Regions from separate parts of the Mus musculus genome. Here region 1 is linked to region 2. A link is a contact called in public Micro-C data. All regions are on one chromosome and are shown on one strand. The core of a region is the stretch at or near the end of the contact, and the rest is flanking DNA. Distances in the headings are between cores, read along the strand shown. Region 1 has its middle 160 kb from the start of Gm32590. Region 2 has its middle 110 kb from the start of Mir21c.

Region 1 (5,523 bases), core at 2,004-4,503, 200 kb before region 2:
TGTTAATGCATTCAAGTATGTCTGAGAATATGAAAATGGCACCTGGTGTGCTCTGAGAAAATGCTTCTGTGCTTCAGGAAGAGGCAATGAGGGGAGACAGGGGCTGAACCTCAGGCTTCATTGAAGATCATTGAGGATAAACACCTTTGGTTTCTAAGAATAAAACAAAGCCAATGGGAGGAAGCCAATACAGATGCACAGACTTTCTGACAGGTAACGTGCACCTTAAGGAAATCCTATCCACAGGAGTTTCTTTGGAGATATTTTTTGAACCAAACCAGGTCTTTATTACATAACTGTGCTTGTATGCAAATTCTTTACACATACTTGAGCATGCCCACACATGTGCATACACACACACATAACATGCATGTGCTCACATGCACATAAATCTAACTTCAAATGCTTTCATTCATAGGTTTAACTTTGCTGATATGTCAAGGCCGTCAAACGGTAGATATTGCTTTTGGAATTATGTCTGCCTGAGCAGAGCACATTCAGGCCATTCTGCAAGAGTACATGGAAGGCAACAATGTTATCTTCAAACTCCTTGAAGCAATTGCTCCACTCTAGGCCTGACACCAGCACCTTTTCCTTTGTGTAACTGACACCTGGCACCTCACATAGTTAGCTTATGACACAAGAACAAGCAAGGCAGGAAGGACCCTTCTCCTTGGAAGACCTGAGGATGACACATACATATGCTGAGAAAAGCCATTAGGTTACTTTAAACATATAATGTCTTAGGCACTTTCCTTGTTGTGGCCCAATAGCTGTCAAGGGAAGAGGATATTTGGGGGTCTTGGGTGTAATAATGCATTCCCTCATGGCAAGGAAGGGATGGAGCCAGGCATTTGAGTTAGTTGGTCATTTTGCGTTCATGTCAGTTATTAAGCAGGGCAGGTACTTTTCATAGGTAGCCTCCTTTGTACCTTTATTTTAGATAAAACTTCATAGTACAAACTGGGCATGCCCAGGCACATGCTTATAAACTGAGCATGCTTAGGAATGGCCTATCTCTATATGAATATGTCTACACAACCACCACCACCAACCCCACCACTCCCACCACCCCCACTACCCCTACCATCCCCACCACCCCCACCACGCCCACCAGCACCACCACCCCCAGGAAAATTGCCATGCTTAGTCAGTTCATAATATTGCTTTGGAAAGAACTCTCAGTATTCCTTGCCTCTGTAGGTAAGAAATCTTTCTCCATGCATCTTTATCCTGGTTGTGTTTATTTTGGCTTTGAACTCACTAAGATGTGAATTCACTGAGTTGGATTGTGTTTGTGGTCTGGAGACAAAGAGCAGACAGGAAGTGGGGCTCGGTGATAAGATCTCAAGCCCTCCCCCAAATGACTCACTTCCTCCAACCAGGCTCTATCTCCTAAAGCTTCTAGGACCTTCTAAAACAGTGCTTCAAGCTGGGGATCAAGCATTCTTTGGAGGATACTTCACATTCAAGACACAGCATGCAGCATTTCCTAGACTTGCATCAAATCTAATAAAGAGAGATAAAATGATTGTTTTTTTTATTTGCTTGTTAAAAAATATCCAGAACTTATCATCTTTTCATTTCATTTCTTTCTTTTGTTTTGCCTAACCCATTCAGCTTATGAAATTTTAGTCTATATTGTCCCTGTCACCTCTATTAGAAGTCATCACCCATGAAGAGATAACTGTCACACCGGCCATTTTCATTTCCTTGCTCATTTTACAAATACATGGGTGAATCTGACCGGTGTGGCTAAGATGTATTGTGAGTAAAGGAGAATTTACAGTAGTGTCTAGAGGACAAGTGGCTCCCTGACCCTCTATCCAGGGCTGAGAAATTCAAAACCCCCGAAAACCAAACCAAACCAAACCAAAAAACCAAAACAACATCAAAAAAACCAAACCAAACCAAAACCCTCAGCTTTACTGGTAAGTAAGTGGAAGGGGACCATACGGATCCGTGAACTCACTTTACACTGAAAATACACATTCTGGTTCAGCTAGGGTTATAAGCATTCAGTTGAGTTTTCAGGTGCACCAGGGAAACTCCATGGCCTGCAGAGCTCTCTTCGGACAGATTAATACATTACTAAATGCTCACTGGAGCTCTGCCAAGAGGGATATAAACAGCAAAAGGACTCACTCTATGAGTATCTGTCTTTTTGCCAAATCGTACACGGAAAATGTATTTAAGGGAAAAAAGTGATAGGAGGAGGATGTGTTTTTATTACATGTATGCTCATCAAATCCCAGCTCTGGAAAACCCATTAAAAACAACACGAAGTATTTAAAATCAGCAGCAATCACTTTGGTTAGTTACTGATTTACAAGATTAAAAACATTTTGAACTGAAGAGGAAGGTATATTAATAAACACTGGATCCTGGAACAATCCTCAATGATTAGTGTCAGGTCTTTCCAGAGTGGGGTTCATCCTTCAGGGAAGTGAGAAGGAGGTGTTAATATTTGAGGAGTCCCTAGAAACTGAGTGGAGTGCTTAACCCTTGAGTCCTTAAGATGACCAGTGCTAGGTTTTAGCTTGCTAAGCTCCTGTAAAGCCACGTCTCAAGCTCTGTTTACATCATGAGAACCTGCCTGGTCTGTAGGAGAGGTGTGCTCTATGTGCTCTGTCTGTTCAGTTTTGTCTCTTGGTGTAAAGTGTAAAGGTTGGTAGAGGCTCAGGAACCCCCATACCAAGTTCTCAGCACAAAGAGGATTTGTTTGACCCAGAAGGACAAAAAGCAGGGAATAAGAGACAGAGACAGGAGATAAAGGATGGGGAAGAAGGAAAGGGGACAAAGGAGAGGAGGCAGAGATATTTGTCCTGGAGTCAGAACAAAGGACGACTTCTGGATAGAGAGGAGGCAGACCTGGCCTGTAAGCAAATGGTGGCTTATAAAGGTACAACAGGAAATCCCATGTTACAATAAGGTTTTAAATTTTGATTAGGCATGCTAATTAGGGCAGACAACGGAGGCATTTATTGTTGGACTTCAATACTTTGATAGCTGAACCTGGGTAGTCAGCCTCAGCAGGAGGAAATGGTCAAATGAAGGTATAATCCTTCACGGCTAGCTTTAAGAATGTAATCAGTTGGCTTTTAGTAGGACAGAGGGAATAGAGAAGAAGGGCAAGGCCTGTTAGTGCCATGTTTGCCAAATTTGCCATGTTTGCCACACTCAGGCTGGCCAGAGTCCCTCCACTAGAAACTCTCAACACCATAGAACTTAGAGCAGGGACAAGTGCCCAGGCATGACTCAGCATATCCAGGTCTTACCCTCTGGAGTGCTCATCTATACTTGATTTGTCCTTATTTGTACTTATCCTGCTCTAAGATTTCAGAGGAAAAACAGCTGTATTTTCTCAGCAATGGAGCTTTGTTGGTCTATGTTGTAAATAGCTATGGCAACTCTGTAACAAACTCACATAGAAAGGGAAGACAGTAGGCTGTAGTCAACCTTCAAGAATAAATGCCTGAGTTGAGCATGTTCTTATGAGACAGAGGTAGAATCACGTGTGCAGGTTATCCTTAACTACACGGCAAACTTAAAGCCAGCCTGGATGATGTAAGACCCTATCTGAAACAAACAACAAACATAACTCAAACAACAACAAACAAATAAAGAACACAGCGCTTGAATAAACCATGCAGTTTCATGCCATGTAGGGTGCAGGACCAACAAAGCCTAACCTGTTGAGTGTTTCACACTGGGGTGTAACTGACAAGGAGTACATAAAGGTTGGGCAGTGGTGTTAGGACAGGAATGCATAAAGAAGGTCGTATGTGAGTGTCAGGCTCTGTGCTCTAATGCTCCTGGAAAATGTGACTAATTCCTCCATTATTTCCTCAAGGCCACAGTGACTCCATCCTGGCATAGGGTGGTGAGGAGAGTCAGCTTGATAAAGCTCCAAATACAAAGATGTACAGCCTGGGTAAAGAACTGTAAAACTGTAAATCATGATGCTAAGTCTTTTGTTGTTGTTGTTATTCTATTTATTTATATCCCAAATGTTGACCCCCCCCTCCAGGTCCCCCCTTGCAGAGTTCTTCCCCTATCCCTTCTCCCCTCCGCCTCTGAAAGGGTACCCTCTAAGGATCCCCTTCCTTGGGGCATCAAGTCTCTATAGGATTAGGTACATCCAACTCCCACTGAGGTCTGACAAGGCAGTTCTCTGATAAATATGTGCCAGGGGAGGGAGGTAGAAGGGGCCTCAGACCATCCCATTTATGCTCTTTGGTTGGTAGCTTAGTCTCTGAGAGCTCTCAGAGATCCAGGTTAGTTGACACTGTTGGTCTGCCTATGGGCTGGCCATCCCCTTCAGTCCCTTCAACCCTTCCCCTAACTCTTCCATAGGAGTCCTCAACCTTAGACCAGTGCTTGGCTGTGAGTATATGCATCTCTCAGAGGACAGCTATCCTAGGTTCCTGTCTGCAAGCACAACATAGCATCTGTAATAGCCTCAGGGTTTGATGCCTGCCCATTGGATAGATGCTAAGTTGGACCAGTCATTGGCATGGTATGCATGCTCTGATACGTGGATATTAGTCTAAAAGTACAGAATACATATGATACAACTCACAGACCCTAAACAAGTGAGGCCCAAGGAGAATGCTTGAATACCATTTAGAAGGGGGAACAAAGTAATCATGGGAGGCAGAGGGAGGGAGGCAACTGGGGTGGGGGGAGAGGGAAGGAGGAGAGAAAAGGGATGCAGGATCAGGTATGGGGGAGACAGAAGAGAAGCCCAGAGGGCCAGGAGAATGAATGTAAATATGCAGCTGCCAGAGGTGACAGGGTGGGGAGAATCTTTATAAAGTCCCAGAAACCTTGGATGAGGAAGGCTCCCAGGACTCAGTGTGGATGACTTTAGCCGAAATGCCCAACAGAGGGGATATAGAACCTGAAGAGACCCACCTCCAGTTTTTAAAAAGGGCCTCCTGAGGAGAGATGGGAACAGCAACCCACCTTCAAAGTTTTCAACCCCAGATTATTCCTGTCTAAAAGAAATGCAGGGACAAAAACAGAGCTGCTAAGTCTTAATAGAGCTTCTTGGCCACTGTGCTTAAGTCGAGACTTCCCTGGGCCATGAAAGAAGGCACGGGAATATTCTGTGAGAATGAACTCTATAAGACAAGCGGAGGACACCCCAATATGCCACAATGAAGTTGAATTAAAGTTGCTCTACCCATCAGGACACATTTTAAGCTAGTACTTTTCTTTGTGGTTTTTGTTGTTTTTGTTTTGATCGCTTTCTAAGCGGATATGCAAGAGAGAACCCACGGCCAGATGAGGAAAGGCTGCTATGTTAAGCAGAACCCTGTGTCTCTGAGGCAACTCAGCACCCTATGATCCCGGTCCTCATACTCTGGCACTGCATCTCCATGGCTCGGATGATCATCCCCAATGAGCTCACTAATGGTACAGAGTCATGGATTTCATCAGGATGTTTGCAGCCTGCATATATCATACACTTCCGCTGGTTATTTTTCTTACACAAATAAGACAGCACTTATCACAGGA
Region 2 (6,150 bases), core at 2,813-5,312:
CTGTCTGTCTATCTATCAAACTTGGCTGGGGATATATCTCAGTATTTACTTGGAACAATCTGAAGTGTTTAGTTGGAATGCATGAGGCTGTAGGTTCAATTCCTAGTAGTGGCAAAAAAAATTTTTTTTAATAGAACTAAGACACTTTGTATAGTTTACCTCGTACATCAATTATTTAGAATTTGCCTCATTTGTTGTTTCATTCTTTTTCTTAGTAGATACAGATAGGTGATAGTTGGTAGGTAAACAGAAGATAGAATGGTAGATGTTAGGTACGCAGAGAAAGAGAGATGATAGAAAGAAAGAAAGAAAGAAAGAAAGAAAGAAAGAAAGAAAGAAAGAAAGAAAGAAAGAAAGATAGAGATGATAGATGATGATAGATGATAGATAACTAGATAGATGATAGAGATAGATAGATAGATAGATAGATAGATAGATAGATAGATAGATAGATGATAGATAGATAGATAGATGATAGATAGATAGATAGATAGATAGATAGATAGATGATAGATTGATGATAGATAGATAGATAGATAGATAGATAGATAGATAGATAGATAGATAGATAGATAGACGGATAGACGGATAGACAGATAGACAGATAGACAGATAGACAGATAGACAGATAGACAGATAGATAGATAGATAGATAGATAGATAGATAGATAGATAGATAGATAGATAGATAGAGATGATTCACATGTAGATAGATGATTAGCAGATGGATTTTTCCGCCCTCTGTCATTCAAGACTGAGCGAGAGGTATCTTTGCCAGTCATGCTACATTGTTTCCCGAGAGCAGAGTACATTCTTATTCTTAGCCTTAGGACAGTGGTCAAAGGGACAAAGTCTTCATGTCATCCCATTTCCTCCTCCACAGCACATGCTTGGGTTTCCTTGGCTTTATGCCTTTTGTAGCGACCTGATCCACCTCATTTCCATCATACCTCTTTAGTCCTCTGAGTCTGAAACTATCTTTTTGCTCTACTCTGTCTCTCCTGACTTTGACCTTTTGGAGTGTTCTAGTTTGTTTTTCTGTTCAGTTTCTCTGATATTTCTTCCTGCTTAGGTGGTCACGGACTTTGGCAGGATCTCACAAAAGTGACTTTAGGTTTTCCCAAGGAACCCTATCAGGAGTCTTTAGATGTCACCTTGTCCAAATATCAGTGATGTTAGCTTTTTAAAAATTGGTTAAAGGACATCTGCCAGACTTAGCGACCAAAATGCATAGTCTCTTTATGAAGGACAAGCTTCCAGGAACCCCAGACCTCCTGCTCAGTTTAGGCTAATGATTTTTGGCCCTGTCACCCAGGATGTATTGCTCATTTTCTGCCTGGGACCCACACAGCCCTGGCTCTCATGCTGCTGTTCTTGCTATTTTGGTCTGAGAGCCTAACACATGCTAGGTAGCAATGAGAATCTCCCAGCCACTGCCTGCTGGCCACCCAGGCTCTTCTGCATACCTGTGGTACCCAAATGATCCAGTGCTGACCAACTTTGTGGGTGGGAAGAGAGAAATTGGCACTATGGGTTGTACTCATCTTTGCTGGGAAAAGTCCATCCCTTCTCATTCTTGAAACCGTCAGATGCTTTTGTAGGAAAAATTTCAGCTGAAGAGCCATTCAGGGGATTTCAATCCCCTGGGCATTTTCCTGAGCTGGACCTGGGTCATGGCTGTGGTGTGAAGGGAGCAGAGCATGCAGAGTCTCAGAGACAAGGGATCAATATTTCATTTCTATATAGAGAGCCCCACTGTAATGCAGGCCTGACAAACACCAGTGTCTACTAAGAGAAAAGAATAAATGAAAGAACAAAAGAATGAAAACAGGAGAAAGAATATGTGATGAAAAATAAGCCAGACTCAGAAAGATAAATCTCATATCTTCTTCCTCACACATATACTCTTTGTCTCTCTCTGACTGTCTTGCTCTGTGTGTGTGTGTGTGTGTGTGTGTGTGTGTGCATAGTTATGCACACAGATCATCAACCTGATATAAAGGCAGACAGGAAATAGGTTGGCAAAGTGTGTGACATATGTGTGTGAAATTTTCATCATGAAACCCTTGACCTTGTGTGCTATATTGAAAACTGAGAAAAGAGAGGGTAGAAGGGAAGGAAATAGGGATAAGAAGGTGAAGAGCAGAGAGAATGAGGGAAGGGAGAATGCTTACCATGATTTTCTAAGCCCAGTCCTATTAACAAGCCAAAGCTGCAGCCCAGAATTCTACATTATACTGAGGCAAGTGGGTTGAACATTGGTTTATCTTGATGTTTACTTCAGTTCTTAGTGCCCAGTTCTCAACATTCCTCAAGGAAAGGGGAAAGGCAGATGCAGACTGGAGTCAATGCTTGACTCCACTGAACTAGCCCATGTCTGATGGCATGTATGATGGAGAGCTAGGCCATGCCCATCTGAGAGCTGGCTTCTTTTCATTTGACCCTGGAGTTTAGAGGCTACCTGATAGACCAAATCCTTGCACTGATTGACTGGTACATGGTTTCAGTGACTTTTTCTGAAGGCTCCACCTCAGCTCTGTGGCACAAAGCACTAGGTAGATGAAGTCTTAGATTTTGCTGGATGACCTTTTCTGTAGAATCCAGGGATTTCAAAAAGAAAAATAAATGAACCATGACAAGTCCAGGGGAAATGACATAAGTTGACAGAGTCATTGCCCAGGAGTGTAGAGAAGTCTCCAGGTCACACACAAAGTGTCTACTATACAGCCACACTCTCAGCTCCTCCTAAGACATGCTCCATGGCTGACCCCTCTTCTTCCCTTCCCTTTCTCCTTCTCTTTCTTTCTCCTTCTCTTCCCTCTTTCTGTAAAGCTCTTCATCTCTCCCTCTCCTCCTCTTCTCACTCTCCATCACTCCTCCTTTACCCCCACATTCTCTCTCCTTCTCTACCTTTCACCTTCCCACTGCCCTTCCTCTGCCTTCTTTGAGTCTTTGACACAGGATCTCAAGCATCCTTGAACTCACTATGTTGGAAGGATGACTTTGAACTTGTGCTCCTCCTGCTTCTGACTCCCTAGTGCAGGGATTAGGGGTGAACACCTTCATTAGACAAGCACTGTGCCAAATGATCATTATCTCCAGCCCAATTCTGAGAAATATCTCTTGACTTCTACAACCCCCTTCACAGTTCCTGCTTTGAGCTCCATCAACTCATCATTTTTGTTTACTTGCAATGCCCTTCCCAGGATCATCTGTTCAGCTATGTTGCCTTTTGAGCTAGACTGGAAGATTCTAAGAGCTGGAACTACCCCACATACTTAGCTCTTCCCAGTGTGCCTCACAGTAACTCCCTCCAGACTGTAGATACACAACAAACATTGACAGGTAGACTAGGAGATTCTTGTTTCTGTTTTTCCTGAGAGTTTTTCCCAATAGCTTCATAAAGCAGGTTTCTAAACTGGCATGGATAAGGATTTGTCTGCACAGTTCAATTACTACATCTGAGTACCAACCTGCCAAGGCAGTGACACAGACCTCACTTTGTCTCATTGAAGGGTTATGGAGACATTATGCTTTCTGCACTTTGGCTTTTGTGAGCCTGTATAAGGAAAGCACAGAGTTTGTGTGTATGATGAGGGACTCTCCTTTCCCTCTGGGAACATATACCCATGTTGTGTTTGCCTATGGGCTCTCTCCAAGGTGCATTCAACCACAGCTGTAAGGCTCTGATCAGTGACCTATGGTGTCCCCCAAAGAGATGATGGAGCCCAAAAGCAGTGTTTACAGCCCTTCACTCTTTGCTGGAAGCCCTTCAGGCTGTGCTTTACAAATGAGGTTTTAAGCCGCATCACCTGAAGATGGATTTCTGTGCTCAGTCAGATATTAGCAGTACATGGTTTGGGTGGTATGAAATGGGAGTTTAGTGAGTTTAGTCCCCCCTTCACCTTAGGCTAATTATTAAAGAAAGTGTTTGTAGGCCTGCCGACTCTCATAATTCATCCTGACTCACACTTTTCTAGAGTCAGGCTTACAGAGCTCCATCTGCAATGCTGTGATCATTGCCAGAAGAACGTGGTAGGACTGAGTCATACTCCCCCATCTGTGATGGCGTGGGACCCTTGCTAGAGGAATGTGGTAGGACTGAGTCACAACCTCATACTCCTCCATGTGTGACGGCAGGAGCATAGCTGATGAGTGTTGTGGAACCAAGTCATCATTCCACGGTGCAGATGAACTCAGGGAACTTCATTCAGAAACAAGTCTGCCCTTTCCTTCTTCAGTGTGATGGAGTTACATATCCTAAGTCCTCCCATGAGCAAAGCAACCACAATAACCAGGTGTTCTAGTTTGCTTCTCACTGCCACAATACAGATACCATGGTCAACAAACATGGGGAGGGAAGAGTTTTTTTTGGCTTACTCATCTCAATCACAGTCCATTATAAAGAGAAGCTAGGACAGGCACTCTAGCAAGAACTGCAGCAGAGAACATGGAGAAACACTTACTGACTTGTTTCCTAAGGCTTGCTCAAGTTGATTTTTTTATACAACTAAAGACTAACTTCCTAGGGATGGCATGGCCCACCATGAGCTGGGTCCTTGCATATCAATCATTAATCAAGAAAATGTTCCACAGACTTGCCTACAGGCCAATCTTATGGAGCCATTTTCTCAACTGAAGTTCTATCTTCCCAGATGACTCTAGTCTGTGTCAAGTTGACAATGAACCTAACAACCACATCAGGTGACAGACTTTGATACCACTTTCAAAGAACAAACTTCAAAACTCCGGAAAGGAAATAGACAAGATACCAGGTGCCCAGAATCTATCGCCTTCTAAAAAGCACATTAAGAAGAATGGAATCATTTTTCTCCTTAGAGAACACTTACCTTGAAATATAGTCAACTGCCCTGGAATCTTCCATTTCTACTTTCTGCTTTTTCCCCCCTCTCTCTATAGTGTCTGCAAATTTGCATTCCTATGACATATGTGTATATTATGCACTTGAAAATTTTATATAAAGAAAGTGAGAACGGTGGCACGTAAGACTCTAAGAACGTTAAAGATTTAGTGCAACACCTAATTTTAGAGGTAGAGATACTGATCCAAAAGCAGGCCTGAGGCCCGTTTACAGGAAGCAAACAAATGTCCTACAAGAGATGGTAGTCTGGCTCAGCCCCCACCCAGTGCCCTCTTCAGCATGACTGGCATATACGTTAGCTAGACATTACACTGAGGCTTCCACCCACTCTGGCACAATCCCATTAGCGGTTATGAGAGTCCTATTATTAGAAAACAGCTACTGAAAGTATTCTCATCTCAAACTCAGGAAGTGGAAATGAAACCGAGAGTATTTAAGTTTGCTAAATAGAACACTGGAACAGTCCTGACATCCCCATCCTCACCCTCAAAATGATGAGGTTAGCTGGATGATCATTGATGGGAGCATCTCTATCTGAAACACCTATGAAGTCTAAGTCCTGTGAGTATTCCCCATGAGATTTGCTCTTTGTCTCTCCTCAACTGTGACTCTTGAAGGATCTCGAACTTCTATTTTTCCAAATATAAGATGGAGCTAATAATAATTGCCAAGCTGTGGTGACAGTAAACAAGATAATTCACGTTTATTCTTTGAATAAAAAGCAATGTGAAAATGCACCGTGAATCACTTAGGCAGCTTGCAGATAGCCAGGGACTGTGGGATAAAATTAGCCCAAGATGAAGAGGGATGCATTTGTTTGATGGATTCTTTCTCATGGATGCTCAATTCCAAGGTGAATCTTCTGCCTTTCAGAAATTGTGAGCCAGGATGAACTCAGGGCCACTATTAACATTTAACAAAACTGCACATTATTAAAATGGTAATCTGCATTCACTTCAGAGAGGTAAACTCCAGTGCACTCCATGCCTAGGGTTTAATGGCATTCTGCTGCTAGTTTAGATTGCAGATCTAGCAACTTCATCAACTGAAGAGCCGAGGCCCAATTGTAATACTTTTCGCAACATTTAGAAAATGCTTTTCATTTATTACCACCACTTCTTTGCTTTATATCCTCACTAACAAATATATCTATAAAGACGCTTAAAACTGATTCAACATATGCATATGTTGGGATGTGTTTGTAGATGTATGTGTGCATACATGCATGGACCAAAGGCCACCTCAGATGTTATCCCTCAGGCACTGTC

What was found. Hi-C and Micro-C count contacts between places; a contact is called where the count stands out from the background.
Region 1: a contact with region 2 is called in a Micro-C map of muscle stem cells, with 2.3 times the contacts expected there. The contact joins two enhancer-like sites.

The regions. Positions count from the first base shown.
Region 1 is chr8:127,961,713-127,967,235 of GRCm38.p6, forward strand. No RefSeq gene overlaps it. Among named protein-coding and RNA genes, the nearest start is that of Gm32590, 160 kb to the left of the region's middle. Within about 2 kb of position 3,254, at least 55 of the 459 cell types and tissues checked have an H3K27ac peak or open chromatin away from gene starts, as enhancers often do. A contact at or near this core is called in muscle stem cells, where this site is marked.
Region 2 is chr8:128,161,074-128,167,223 of GRCm38.p6, forward strand. No RefSeq gene overlaps it. Among named protein-coding and RNA genes, the nearest start is that of Mir21c, 110 kb to the right of the region's middle. Within about 2 kb of position 4,063, at least 69 of the 459 cell types and tissues checked have an H3K27ac peak or open chromatin away from gene starts, as enhancers often do. A contact at or near this core is called in muscle stem cells, where this site is marked.